Linked DNA regions of Mus musculus: region 1 is linked to region 2. A link is a contact called in public HiChIP or PLAC-seq data. All regions are on one chromosome and are shown on one strand. Each heading gives the region's core, a stretch centred on a gene start, on an enhancer-like site or on the middle of the called end of the contact. The rest is flanking DNA. Distances are from core to core; before and after follow the strand shown. Region 1 overlaps Brip1 (BRCA1 interacting protein C-terminal helicase 1). Region 2 has its middle 13 kb from the start of Tbx2.

Region 1 (6,255 bases), core at 2,424-4,923, 250 kb after region 2:
TGTATTTGGAGCATAGATATTCAGAATTAAGAGTTCCTCTTGGAAGATTTTACCTTTGATGAGTATGAAGTGCCCTCCTTGTCTTTTTTGATGACTTTGGGTTGGAAGTAGATTTTATTAGATATTAGAATGGCTACTCCAGCTTGTTTCTTCAGACCATTTGCTTGGAAAATTGTTTTCCAGCCTTTCATTCTGAGGTAGTATCTGTCTTTTTCCCTGAGTTGGGTTTCCTGTAAGCAGCAGAATGTTGGGTCCTGTTTGTGTAGTCAGTCTGTTAGTCTATGTCTTTTTATTGGGGAGTTGAGTCCATTGATATTAAGGAAAAGTAATTGTTGCTTCTTATTATTTTTGTTGTTAAAGTTGGCATTCTGTTCTTGTGGCTGTCTTTTTTTTAGGTTTGTTGAAGGTTACTTTCTTGCTTTTTCTAGGACGTGGTTTCCGTCCTTGTATTGGTTTTTTTTTTCCCTGTTATTATCCTTTGAAGGGCTGGATTCATGGAAAGATAATGTGTGAATTTGGTTTTGTCGTGGAATACTTTGGTTTCTCCATCTATGGTAATTGAGAGTTTGGCTGGGTATAGTAGTCTGGGCTGGCATTTGTGTTCTCTTAGTGTCTGTATAATATATCTGTCCAGGATCTTCTGGCTTTCATAGTCTCTGGTGAAAAATCTGGTGTAATTCTGATAGGCTTGCCTTTATATGTTACTTGACCTTTTTCCCTTACTGCTTTTAATATTCTATCTTTATTTAGTGCATTTGTTGTTCTGATTAGTATGTGTCGGGAGGAATTTCTTTTCTGGTCCAGTCTATTTGGAGTTCTGTAGGCTTCTTGTATGTTCATGGGCATGTGTGTGTTTTAAAGATTTATTTTATGTATATGAGTACACTGTCGCTGTCTTCAGACATACCAGAAGGTGGCATCGGATCCCATTACAGATGGTTGCTAGGGATTGAAGTCAGAATCTCTAAAGGAGCAGTCAGTGCTATTAACTGCTGAGCCATCTCTCCAGCCCCAACAACATCAAATGTTTAAGAAGACAAACAAGAAGATAGAAGTGTAAGAAAAAAATATTAAATGAATACTGGAAAACACGGAAGCTAGCATGAGAGTTCACATCTATAACCCATCAGTCTAGTTCTAGAGGCTACACAGGAGGATTCTGAGTTCAAGGAATGCAGTAAGTGTTCTCCAGCTTTCCATCCCTATTATATCCACATTATCTTCTAAAATAAGAAACTGGAGATACAGCTCAGTGAGTGAAATCATTTGTCAAAAGACCTGAGAGACCACCTTCACGTCCTGGAGCTCCCACAAGGTTGGATGCGGTGGCTTGCACCTGTAACCCCAGTGTTCTCCCAGTGAGATGGGAGGGAGGCGGAGACACCTGAGGCTAGCAGGCTGGCTCGCTTGGAGAGCACTGTACAGCAGCAGAAACAAGAGAGACCCTGTTTCAGCAAAATGGAAGGTGAGAATCAACTTTTGAAAGTTGTCCTCTGGCTCCCACATGTGTGCCACAGTGCACACACACACATGCAAGACACATACACATGCAAGACACACACACACATGCAAGACACCCACACACATGCAAGGCACACACATGCAAGACACACACACAATACACAAAAATAAAGCACTTTTAAGACCAAAACCAGGAAAAAAGGCCTTTACAAAGTAACTGAAAGTTTTATTTTAAAAGCTATTATTTTCTATTATTGTCAGGAATGTATCACTCAAAGCTTCTCACATGTGAACATGTGCATATGGAATAAGACACAGAATCATAGCATTTTGGAAACTTATGAGCTTTTAAAAAGTTTTAAAAAACCAACTCTCCTAACTTTCCCAAATTAACATGAACAAGAGAGACAAGGTGTTTAATTCAGTTATGTTGAAATAGATCTCACCCCAAATCCCACATTGAAAACGCAGATGAGCAACTGATAAACGATTACACAGAAAAGTGGAAGTTCAAACTGATGCACCCTCAGAGTCTCTTCTTAAAAACAAGCCAGTTCAGCCTGTAAAAGCACAGAAACACTCCACAAACAGGAGGGTGAGGAACTAATAGGGAAAACTATGAGAGTGTACTCTGCAGAGAAGAGAGACAGGCTGGGTATGGTGCTGCAAACTTACAGTTCTGCCTACTTGGAAGGCTGAGGCAGGAAGATTCTGACTTCAAGGACAGCGTTGGCAACACAGCAAAAACCCTGTTCCTTCTGGCAAAGCTATGGGCATTGTGAGTAAAGCTTGTGGTAGAGCACTGGCACGAGGGTTGGGTTCCATCCCCAGAATGCAGCCAAAACCATAGAAGAAAGGGAAGGTCCCAGGGAACCAGAGATCTGGCATATGCAAGTTGGGGCAGAAAGGCACCAAGTTTAAGGTTAGCCTGGACTACACAGACCAGTCAGAAATTAAGAAGTGGAGAGGATAAACAGTATTATTACCTCTCCAATTTAAGATAGGAAGGAAAATGTTGACTATAATGAACGGTATTTTCAATCATTGTTTTCAAAAAACAATTGAGGTTTTATGCAATGTTAAGATATGTGAAAGGATATATAAAAGAGAAAAGTAGATTAACTGAGCTAAAATCCTTATTTCAAATAGGAAGTAAGCAATTTCTTAAACTCCCTAAGTAACGATGAACTATAGATAGATGTGTGATGAGACAGCTAACAACGTATGTGCCACGGCCTCTCAGGAGTGGGGCTGTGACTGTGGCGGGCGGGACCAAGAGATTTTATAATAAACCATCTGCTGTATTTAGTATGTACTAGACTCTTAGTAAAAGCTTTATTCGACAGTTTTCCAACTTGGTAAAATGTAACTTAATATAAGTGCAGGAACTAAGAAAATGGCTCAGAGGGTAAAGTGCTGACTTGCTGTACAGTTAAGGGAGCTGAGTTTGGATCGCTAGTACCCTCTGGGGCTATCTGCAATACGGATGTACTTTTGTGTTGTCTCATGGCAGGTAAGGGCAGGAGATGGGTTACTAGCATGCAGTGGGGCAAGGCAGAGATTTGACTAAAGATTATACACTGTAGTAGGCAAAAGATCAACAGTGCCAAGGTTGATAAACTCTGATATCAAGGCCACAAATCCACTAAACTGATAGAGTAGAAAAGGACATTACAAGTTACTGTACCACTATACACCCTTGCATACTGACTTTAAGTCCTATTGTTAGGAAGCTTTACACTACTCGTCTAAGGCTTTAAATGATTACCTATTTATTTACTGAAGGCTCCTTATGGAGCAGGCTGGCCTTGAACTTGAGATCCTCCTGCTTCAGTTCCCAAATTCTAGGATTATGGAAATAGTGCCACACTTGCTTTTATCAAACTATTAAACTCAGTCAAAACCAGGAAAACTAATATTGTAAATAGTGATACATATTGCGACTTATATTATTTGATACTTCAAGATATGTATAACTGGAAAACTTGAGTGGCATACCTGAAGCCCTGCTATGTGTCTGCAACCTATAGTTTTAGAAGAGAGCTGACAGAATGAGCAGGAGCTAACAGGATTAATCCCTTGCCTCTCAGCCTTTTGCCTAAGACTCTGTAACTGAAATCCACAACTCAAACGCACTGCTGAGGAATGGGATTACATTTATTTTTAGAGAAGTCAAAGCCCAGTTTCCTACTTCCCCTTGAGGAAGTGCTGCTAATTATGTTGTGTCAACAAATCAGTGGGAACAAAAGTCTCAATCAATCTACTTGTGCCCACAGTGACAAGTGAGTCTAGGACTTAGGCCAAGTTTGAGACCAAAACCAATATACAAAGTTCCTGTGTTTGCAAAAACACCAGGCGAATGAAAGAAAATAAATTAAGAAAATGTTGAACTATCAACTACTATTTGTCTTTATCCCTTTAAAGAATACAGACAATTGATCCAGAGGATGAGGCTCTGTGGCAGAGTGCTTGTCTATTGTGTGCAAATCATTGGGTCCAATTTCCAGCCTGGAGTAGGGAGAGGAGAGAAAGTGACCACAGCAACTCATCTATTTATCTTATGGATTTTCTGTTTGGTTTATTTATTTGTCTTTCAGAGTTTGTTGTTTTCTCACTTTTACTGCCCAGGGCAAATATACAAGTGGTCAATTTAGGTTGTTTACTTAAACTTTTTTTTTTTAATTTAAGATGTATTTATAAATTGCTTTTCAATGTTTTAGTCAAATAAATATCTTTTTTTTTCTTTTTAAGGCTAGAAAAACTGAGCAAAAGTAAGGTGTAAGTAATTGAGACCAACTCAGTCAGCCTGAGGATTTCCAGCCACTCCAACTATAAACTGTCAGCCTCCTACGTGTTACTGAGTTTGGTGTTCCAGTGCTTCAAGTTTACATACATGGCCGCCCCCCACGGGGAAGCATATGTTGTTACTGAGGCTAGATCCAGGTGGGTTTCTATGTCAGATGTTACACTATAACCGGAACTCCACTCTACTCTGACCTTAGGCTCTGTTCCTGGATCAGGTTTCCCATAATACAGAATAAAATCCCAAGTCCTGAAATTGGCATACGGAGCCTTAGGTGATTTGGTTTCTAAGTGCTTCTCCCAGCCTGAGTTCACAGGCCATTGTCCCAGTTCCCCAAGTCTGTGCTCTTGCAATTCCTGGAAACTGTCTCCTCTCCTCTTTCACCTATGAGGGCCTTAGCGTACGCTGCTGTGCTGAGAAGACCGCTGTTCGATCTGTTCACCTACACCATTCTCACCTTCTTTCCTGTGTCAGATTAAATAACACTTCCTCAGGAAGCCGTTCCTGACCCATAAAGACCCGCTGTAACGTTCTCATGGTTCCTGCACTCTCTCTTACAGCCCTCATCGCAGCGCCGACTGTTTCTTACTTTCACGTCAGGATACCTTGCTTACACTGTAATCTGCCTCAGACAAGGGGCTATAGACATTGTGTCACTGTGTTCCCAGAACCTATTATAGTAGTTTGTGCTTCTAGCTAGGTTAAAAAAAAAGAGAGAGATTGTTTCATTATTCTAACCTGTCTTAATAATGTGAATAGTTTTGTCATAACCTGGTATCTATGTCTATATCACCAATTTGAGATGTGGATGGCTGAATTTTAATGTTGCAGCTTTTGTAATTGTAATTTGCTAATGGGTTTGTTTCAGGTAACCGTTTAGAAGGCAGCTGTGCTCTGTGTGACTTAATTGCATTAAAAGAAGATAATTCTTAAAGGTATGCTTTCCTACAACTTCTACTTACAGTAAAGCCCGGGTTCCCTCTCATGCCCCACAAGTGCTTCAGTCTAGTGCACAGAAAGTCTTCCTTTACACTATTACATGATTAAGAAAGTTCTCACAGATCAGAAGCATCTGGGAAAGGTGGAAGTGAAAAAAAAGATTCTCACCGGGAAAGTCAGCTTAATGCTCGGCCCTCAGAGTGGCCCATTATCAGCATTTCATAGTGGGGTTCTTTATTTCCAGGTCCCTAAAGAATGAGTAATAAATTATGACTTGAACTAAACAAGTCACACTTGGCTCCAAAATGAGATTTTCCTACCTCTACTTTCTAGTCCCCACGGTGGGAAGAGGAAATCCCGGTCACAGCCAACGAAGTCCTAGTTTTGGCACTAATATCCATTTTCCTGTCTATCTAAAAGCCAGGCTCCGCTAGGGAGGCAGTGAAGTCATAGGTCAGTTTTTAAGCTCTATTTAAATTTTTTACTTCCATAATCTTCCTTAAACTTAAGAAAAATTAGTATCATAAAATTAATGTCATTGCCTCCTTCTTCTCGCTCAAATTACTTTTCTAAGTCAGACATGAACCTGAACTTTAAAAAATGTGAATTCAAATGTAATACAGAAAACAACGCCGAAATTAATCCATTTCATTTCTATTTGAATATTAAAACAGTTTTTACCTATAGATAGCTTCCATTATTTCTTCATGACAAACAGTTATCACAAAAATATAAAGTTCTAGTTTAGAGTCTAGCAATTTGAAGTAGTTTTAGAGGATGTAGTTATGAGGCTCATTATGGTAGCACACTCCATGGTGACTAATGAGTAGTCATATCAATACATTCTCTACAGACCTTGCTAGAGAAGATTCCAAGACAGCTCTACAGAAGTGACACTGAGTAGTTTCTAAGAAACTTAGTGGCTCCTGAGTTCTAAAGAATCTCAGTTCTCTAGCCATAAGACACTGAATTCTGTCAATTAACCTGAATGAGCTTGGAAGGGAATCTCAAACTACAGCTGAGAATGCAGCCTATAGAAGCCTGAGAAGAAG
Region 2 (5,624 bases), core at 507-3,006:
CCTTTAAGTCCAGGAGGTTTTGACGTCCAACCCCAAAAGATTGCCTTGTTAGACATTGTGAACCTCTGGGGCGTGTATGACTTTCCACTCGCCCGGGGACATCAGCAATGATTTGAAGGGCAGAGTGAAGATGTAGGTAGACTTGAAAGTTTCAGGAACTCCTAATGCTCCGAACACCTTCCTGGGCTGACACACTTACAAGGAAAAAACTTTGTCCAACTCCTCTGAGACAGGGCTGCCTCAAGTTTCCCTGGGTAGAGAGTGTGGAGTGTGCGCGCGCGTGCGTGTGCGTGCCTGTGTGTAGATGGTCTCATCCCAACCGTAGGTGAGCTATGGCTCCCCTGTTCTGCTCCGCCTGGACTGATTAGGCAATGTGGTTCACGAACCAAGCAGGAACAAGGAAAGTCCCTCCCTACTTCGCATAGAGTCTCTCCCTATCTCTACGTTTATTTGAGGTCACTTTGGGTTGAAACTCCCCGTAAAAAATAAAAATAAAAAATCCCAAAGCAACGTGTGCACTGGCATCTTGCTGCCTCTCGCTTTCAACCAGGAAAGAATGCCGAGAGTTTGGCTGTGGGGCCCCCTCGGCCTGCGGACACCAGGGGGCAGCACACGCGGTGGTGGGCAGGGCCGCAGCAACTCGGGTCTGGTGTTATTTCCGAGCCTGCAGCGCGGCTTGGAGAATCCTCCCGCTCCCCTGCTTTCGGCCGTACACACCCCCCTCCCGGGATTGCCACTACAGTGCTCCGCTGGGCCCCAGCTGCAAGGCCAAGTGCGGCTTGGGGAATCCTGCAGCTGACGGGCTGGGCCTTGTCCCAGACAAAGGCCTGGCCACTCCCAGGCCCAATTAAGCCACCAGCCTTCCCAGCCTTCCAGTCTTCATTGTCTCTGGGGGTCGCCAATTAGCTCAAGCGCCCGTGTACCCGCTGCCTTAACCCTTCAGGACCTGCCCAACCAGGGCCATTGGATGGCAAATCCGTCAGCAGAGAGGAGTGTGTGAGCGATGGGTATCGAGGGGCTTCTGAGGTCTGTTAAGTGGGTGACCAAGGGGCCTCTGAGGTCTGTTAAGTGGGTGACCAAGGGGCCTCTGAGGTCTGTTAAGTGGGTGACCAAGCGTGTCGCCAAGAGACTCAATGGGGAGTGTGGGGTCTTAGAGAACTGTGCTGGTTTAGGACTGGGTGTGATAACACCCGAGAACTCGAAGATTCAGCATTTGGAGCCTTCGTGAGACCCCTAGCAGCGCAACTGAATAGATTCCGAGATGTTGGACACTGCATTTTCCACGCGGTTAATCCGAGGCTTCCGAACCCTCGAGCCATTTCTTCCTTCCAAACTTCCCGCTGCGGTGCAGAGCTTCTGAGCCTCGGCAGAAGGCCCTGTCCTCCTGGAGGGCGTTGAACCGGGTTCAGCCTCCCCAGCCCACTGTGGATTCACTGACGCGGGGAGGAGCACGCCGCGGCGCGACAGCGATCCCGTCCCGCCTGAGCTCGGGCCCCGCCCCGCCTGGGCTCTGGCCCCGCCCCCCGCTTCTCTAGGTGAAGGCCGCCGCGGAGGGAACGGTTTGGGAGAGATCAGAATTGCAACTCTGAGCCCTCCTTCCTACCTTGGGAGCGACCCTAAATCCAACTTCGTTTCCTTTTCCCATTCTCCTTCCGCCTCTCCGCCCTTGACCGAGAAGTTTGGAACACTCTCCCGGTAGGCTGAGTCCAGCCAACGATCAAGAGTCAGCGGGGAGAACGACCCCGTGCGTTGGAGGGGGCTGGGCGCTCCGGGTGATCTCAGGGCATTGTGTCGCGTCCTCTGGAGAGCAGACAAGTTACCCACCAGGGAAAGTGTTGGTGCCCGGATGACTGTTTTCCCCTCCGAGTTTCTTTTAGGCTCCCTTGGGGTGCGTGTCTGTCCATCGGGTTTGATGGGCTAAGGACCCCGAACTCACTTGGCTGCTCCGGACTCGGGAGCCTTCCCAGGTCCCAGGCCTCAGGAACTCCCCACGTTCCCACGAGATGGCGCTCCAGGACAGGGCCCGGTCAAGCAGCCGGCCAGCACTCCCTGCCAGAGCCCAAGGTGCAGTGAGTCCAGAGAAATGGGCACGGAGAGGGATCTCAGATCCACTGTAGGTCCAGGCCCAGGGACTTGAGTGGGCTGCCGACTGCGGGCACCGACGAGGGAGCTCAAAACTTAATGTGGGTTTTTCTCTTGGAGCTGCCCTGCAGTGCCAGCTCCTAGAAGCTATGGTCTTCGATGTGCCTGGCTGGACTCAGATTCTTCTTGGGACAGGGAAGGCGCTTGCCTCTGGCTTTCCTGGCCTCTTGGAAACACAGTCAGGGCTGGGATCTATGAGCACTGGAAAACACGCCTCTGGCCCTTTTGGAGTGTGAAGCTCCACTGAACCATGCAAGCTTGGGTGTAAGTGTTGGCTAAGACATTCCTCAGCTCCTACCTCCACCTCCTCAGCTCCTCAAGGTCACACGAAGAGACTGTTAGGTATGCACCAGGGACCAGTGCACTTGAGGACCAAGGGTTAAATCTTACAAGACAACCAAAGGTCTTGAGGAGGCTTTGGGTCTTCAGTAGTTCCCGAAGATGCTAAGTAAGAAGGACTCAGAAGTGAGCCACCAGAGTTTGAGTCAGGTTTGAGTCGGATGCTCGTGGGTAAAGAGGGGAAACCTGATCACTAACAAATGGCACACTCAGAGTGGGGAAAATTTGGGGGAGCTAAGTACCAAAGATGCCAGCAGCTCGACAAACGGGCAGAATAAGTCTACATACGCTTTTTAAGAGCACACGGATAGAAACCTGCCCAGTTCCCATCAGTCTTGCATCTCTTCCTTAGCCAGCAACTTGTTGCCTCCCCCCAGCCAGAGTCTCGGCACCTTCAAGGCATACCAGAGGATAGGATGAGACCTTTGGTAATCTAACAGTCACTTGATGCCCATCTATTGCAAAGCAGATGTTCAGTAGGAAAACTGAATGAGAAGTTCAAAGCCAACCTTTGCCTCTAGCCATGAGATCCTGAACAGTACGACTCTCTTTTCTGAGCTCCAGGATCCCGGTTGGCAAAGTAAATGGTGTGGACCAAACCCAAAGTGATATGTGAGAGACTAGTTGAAACGTTCCCCTCCCCGACATCAAAGGCTCCTGAACAAGGACCTAACCCTTGAGGAACCTGGGCCTGAGACATAGGCAGAGCCACTCACAGACCTTGGGAACTTTGACTGTTGCTAAGCTTCTTGGACTGGGGTCAGGATTGGTGGCCTGGATGAATTCCCGATTAGGAAATAGCATTCCAGGTTCTGAAACCCTCGGGGAACCAGCTGGCTCCAGCTGCCTCCAGTCCCTGTGGGATGTGGCTGTCACAGTTCAACCTTCCCACCAAGCACAGTTGGGAGGGGGCACATCCTATGGGTTGTGAGGTGACTCTGGCCTCCAGCACCATGGGGTTGCTGACAGACTGAATGCAGGTTCTCCCCAAGGAGAGAAAACGGTACCAGTGGAGGGTCTTCTGAGGCCCCTTCCTAAAGGGTATCCCCTAGATCTGGGCTATTTACATGGGCTCAATCCTTCCCTGAACTGAAGGCTTGATGGTATTCAGAGTACTTTCTCATGAGGGCTCGCTCTCAGTGAAGGCTAAGTCAGGGGCAGTATAGTGACCATGAACCGCGGAGGATGACATTGGGGTTCAGAGAAATGAAGGGTTCCAGGATTTCCAGTAAATAAAGGAAAAGGCTCTTTCACAATTCAGTGAGCAGGGCCCTTGGCAGCAGCAGCTAATGAGGTGATGGTGGGTATAAGTCAGGCTCCCAGCTGGGAAGGGACAAAAGGGCTGGGTGCATGACCTCTGCTGACTGCCGGATGCTGAGCCCTGGTGTCCTGGCCAGGGTCTGGCTGTGGGAGAAGTAGCCTGATTTAGAGACAAGCCCAGGAGACCAAGATGGCTGCTGGCTTCACATCAGTCTAGCAGGGGAACGTAGCCACGGCCCGTCTTCACTCTTGTTTTTATTTCTTGAGAACAGGATGTCCTCTGGCTCCATGGCAGCTGCTCCTCAGCTTGACAAGAGGAGCTGTGGGCCACCACCCCATGCCAAACACATTTCCTTCTCATTCTTGGAATGGGAACTTCCGTTCCAGAGAGAAAAACCAAGGCTTAGACCTGTTCCGGTTGAAGAGAGGTCACAGAATCTTCCCAAGCCAGTGTTCTTTCCCAGAGCCTCGAGGGTTCCTGCTCTGTGGTCTCTGGACATGAGAGATGCCATTGGGTAATTTTTATCTAGTCGCAGAGCACATGCACAGTCCTTCCTTCTTGTCCCCACCCAGGGTCTTCCTCCCTTCTCAGAGCAGCTGTGTCTGCCCTTAGGCTTTCTGGGTTTGCCCATAAGATTGCTGGTCGCATCACTGATATCCTGTGCAATAGACACCTCTTAGGTCATCCCTCACCCATCCCCCACACCACCACAGTCACCTGTGCACACAGGCGCGTGGAGAGACCGCATGCACACCAATAGCCATAAGTATATATCTGTACAGGTGCCCCTTCCCGCTGGACCACGTGCAAACACAGTCTTGTTTGCATACACTTAGGCATAGAGGAAGCAGAGACAGGAAAGGACAGGGTTTGAGGTTAGTTGTGTGTGGTGCCTCATGCCAGTAATCCCAGCATTTAGGAGGCTGAGGCAGGAGGACTGCCAATAGATGAAAGCCTGGTTACTCGGTGACATTCCTGGTTATACTGGTTACACAGTGACATTCCTATCTCGAAGAACAAACTCCCTCTTCCAACAACAACAACAATACACACACACACACACACACACACACACACACACAGAGAGAGAGAGAGAGAGAGAGAGAGAGAGAGACCGGGGCGGGGGGGGGGAGCACTGGGCTACCCTGTACAATATAATGATATCCTGTCTTAAAGACAGACAGGTGGGCTCTCTCCTGCCCCTGCCTTCTGGGGCTCAGTCTTTTCTACCAGACCCCATGTCTGCCATGTCTCCTCTGGGGAGGGTAGATATTTCATCAAATCTCTGTGACCTACAAGGTCATTGACTTCCTTAAGGCATAGTTGGCATGGTTGGTGTTTCTTTTTTTTTTTTTTTTTTTTGTTTTCTATTTTTTTTTTAAAGATTTACTTACTTATTATGTGTAAGAACACTGTAGCCATCTTCAGACACTCCAGGAGTCAGATTTGTTACGAGGGATGGTTGTGAGCCACCATGTGGTTGCTGGGATTTGAACTCAGGACCGTTGGAAGAGCAGTCGGTGCTCTTACCCGCTGAGCCATCTTTCCAGCCCAAGTTGGTGTTTCTTTTGCTCATTGCTCGGACCCCAGACTGAAAACTGCTCAAACAAAGAAGAGGGCTACAGAAAGCATTCGAAGAAGAAATGAATGAGTGAATGAACCAATGAATGAATTTTACCATCTGGAAGCAGGGCCTACAGGACAGTCCTGCTCAAGCCCTGGACCAAAGGTCGTCTTCCAAGCCCACTTGGAGTAAGTTGTAGAGAATTCCTGTTGGCCTTCAGCTTCAGTCCTAGCCAGACAAGGCCTCCTCAGAACCAAGGCTCAGGTTGGGTGATTGCGCGTGAGTGTGCATGCGTGCGCGCGCACGTGGGAATAAGTG

What was found. HiChIP or PLAC-seq counts read pairs in DNA pulled down with a chosen protein or histone mark.
Region 1: an H3K4me3 HiChIP or PLAC-seq map of bone marrow-derived macrophages shows a contact between it and region 2, with 4 times the contacts expected there. The contact joins two enhancer-like sites. A contact is called at or near these places in 8 of 39 promoter capture datasets (the C10 cell line, the HPC-7 cell line, cranial neural crest and 3 more), 1 of 15 datasets of contacts at CTCF or cohesin (the NIH/3T3 cell line), 3 of 484 Hi-C or Micro-C datasets (embryonic stem cells and liver), 9 of 115 datasets of contacts at active chromatin or transcription factors (bone marrow-derived macrophages, embryonic basal ganglia, embryonic forebrain and 3 more) and 1 of 9 other capture datasets (embryonic stem cells).

The regions. Positions count from the first base shown.
Region 1 is chr11:86,095,843-86,102,097 of GRCm38.p6, forward strand. All of the region lies in intron 16 of Brip1 (BRCA1 interacting protein C-terminal helicase 1), which reads right to left. Among named protein-coding and RNA genes, the nearest start is that of Gm20759, 75 kb to the left of the region's middle. Within about 2 kb of position 3,674, at least 4 of the 459 cell types and tissues checked have an H3K27ac peak or open chromatin away from gene starts, as enhancers often do. A contact at or near this core is called in bone marrow-derived macrophages, where this site is marked.
Region 2 is chr11:85,842,810-85,848,433 of GRCm38.p6, forward strand. No RefSeq gene overlaps it. Among named protein-coding and RNA genes, the nearest start is that of Tbx2, 13 kb to the left of the region's middle. Within about 2 kb of position 1,757, at least 171 of the 459 cell types and tissues checked have an H3K27ac peak or open chromatin away from gene starts, as enhancers often do. A contact at or near this core is called in bone marrow-derived macrophages, where this site is marked.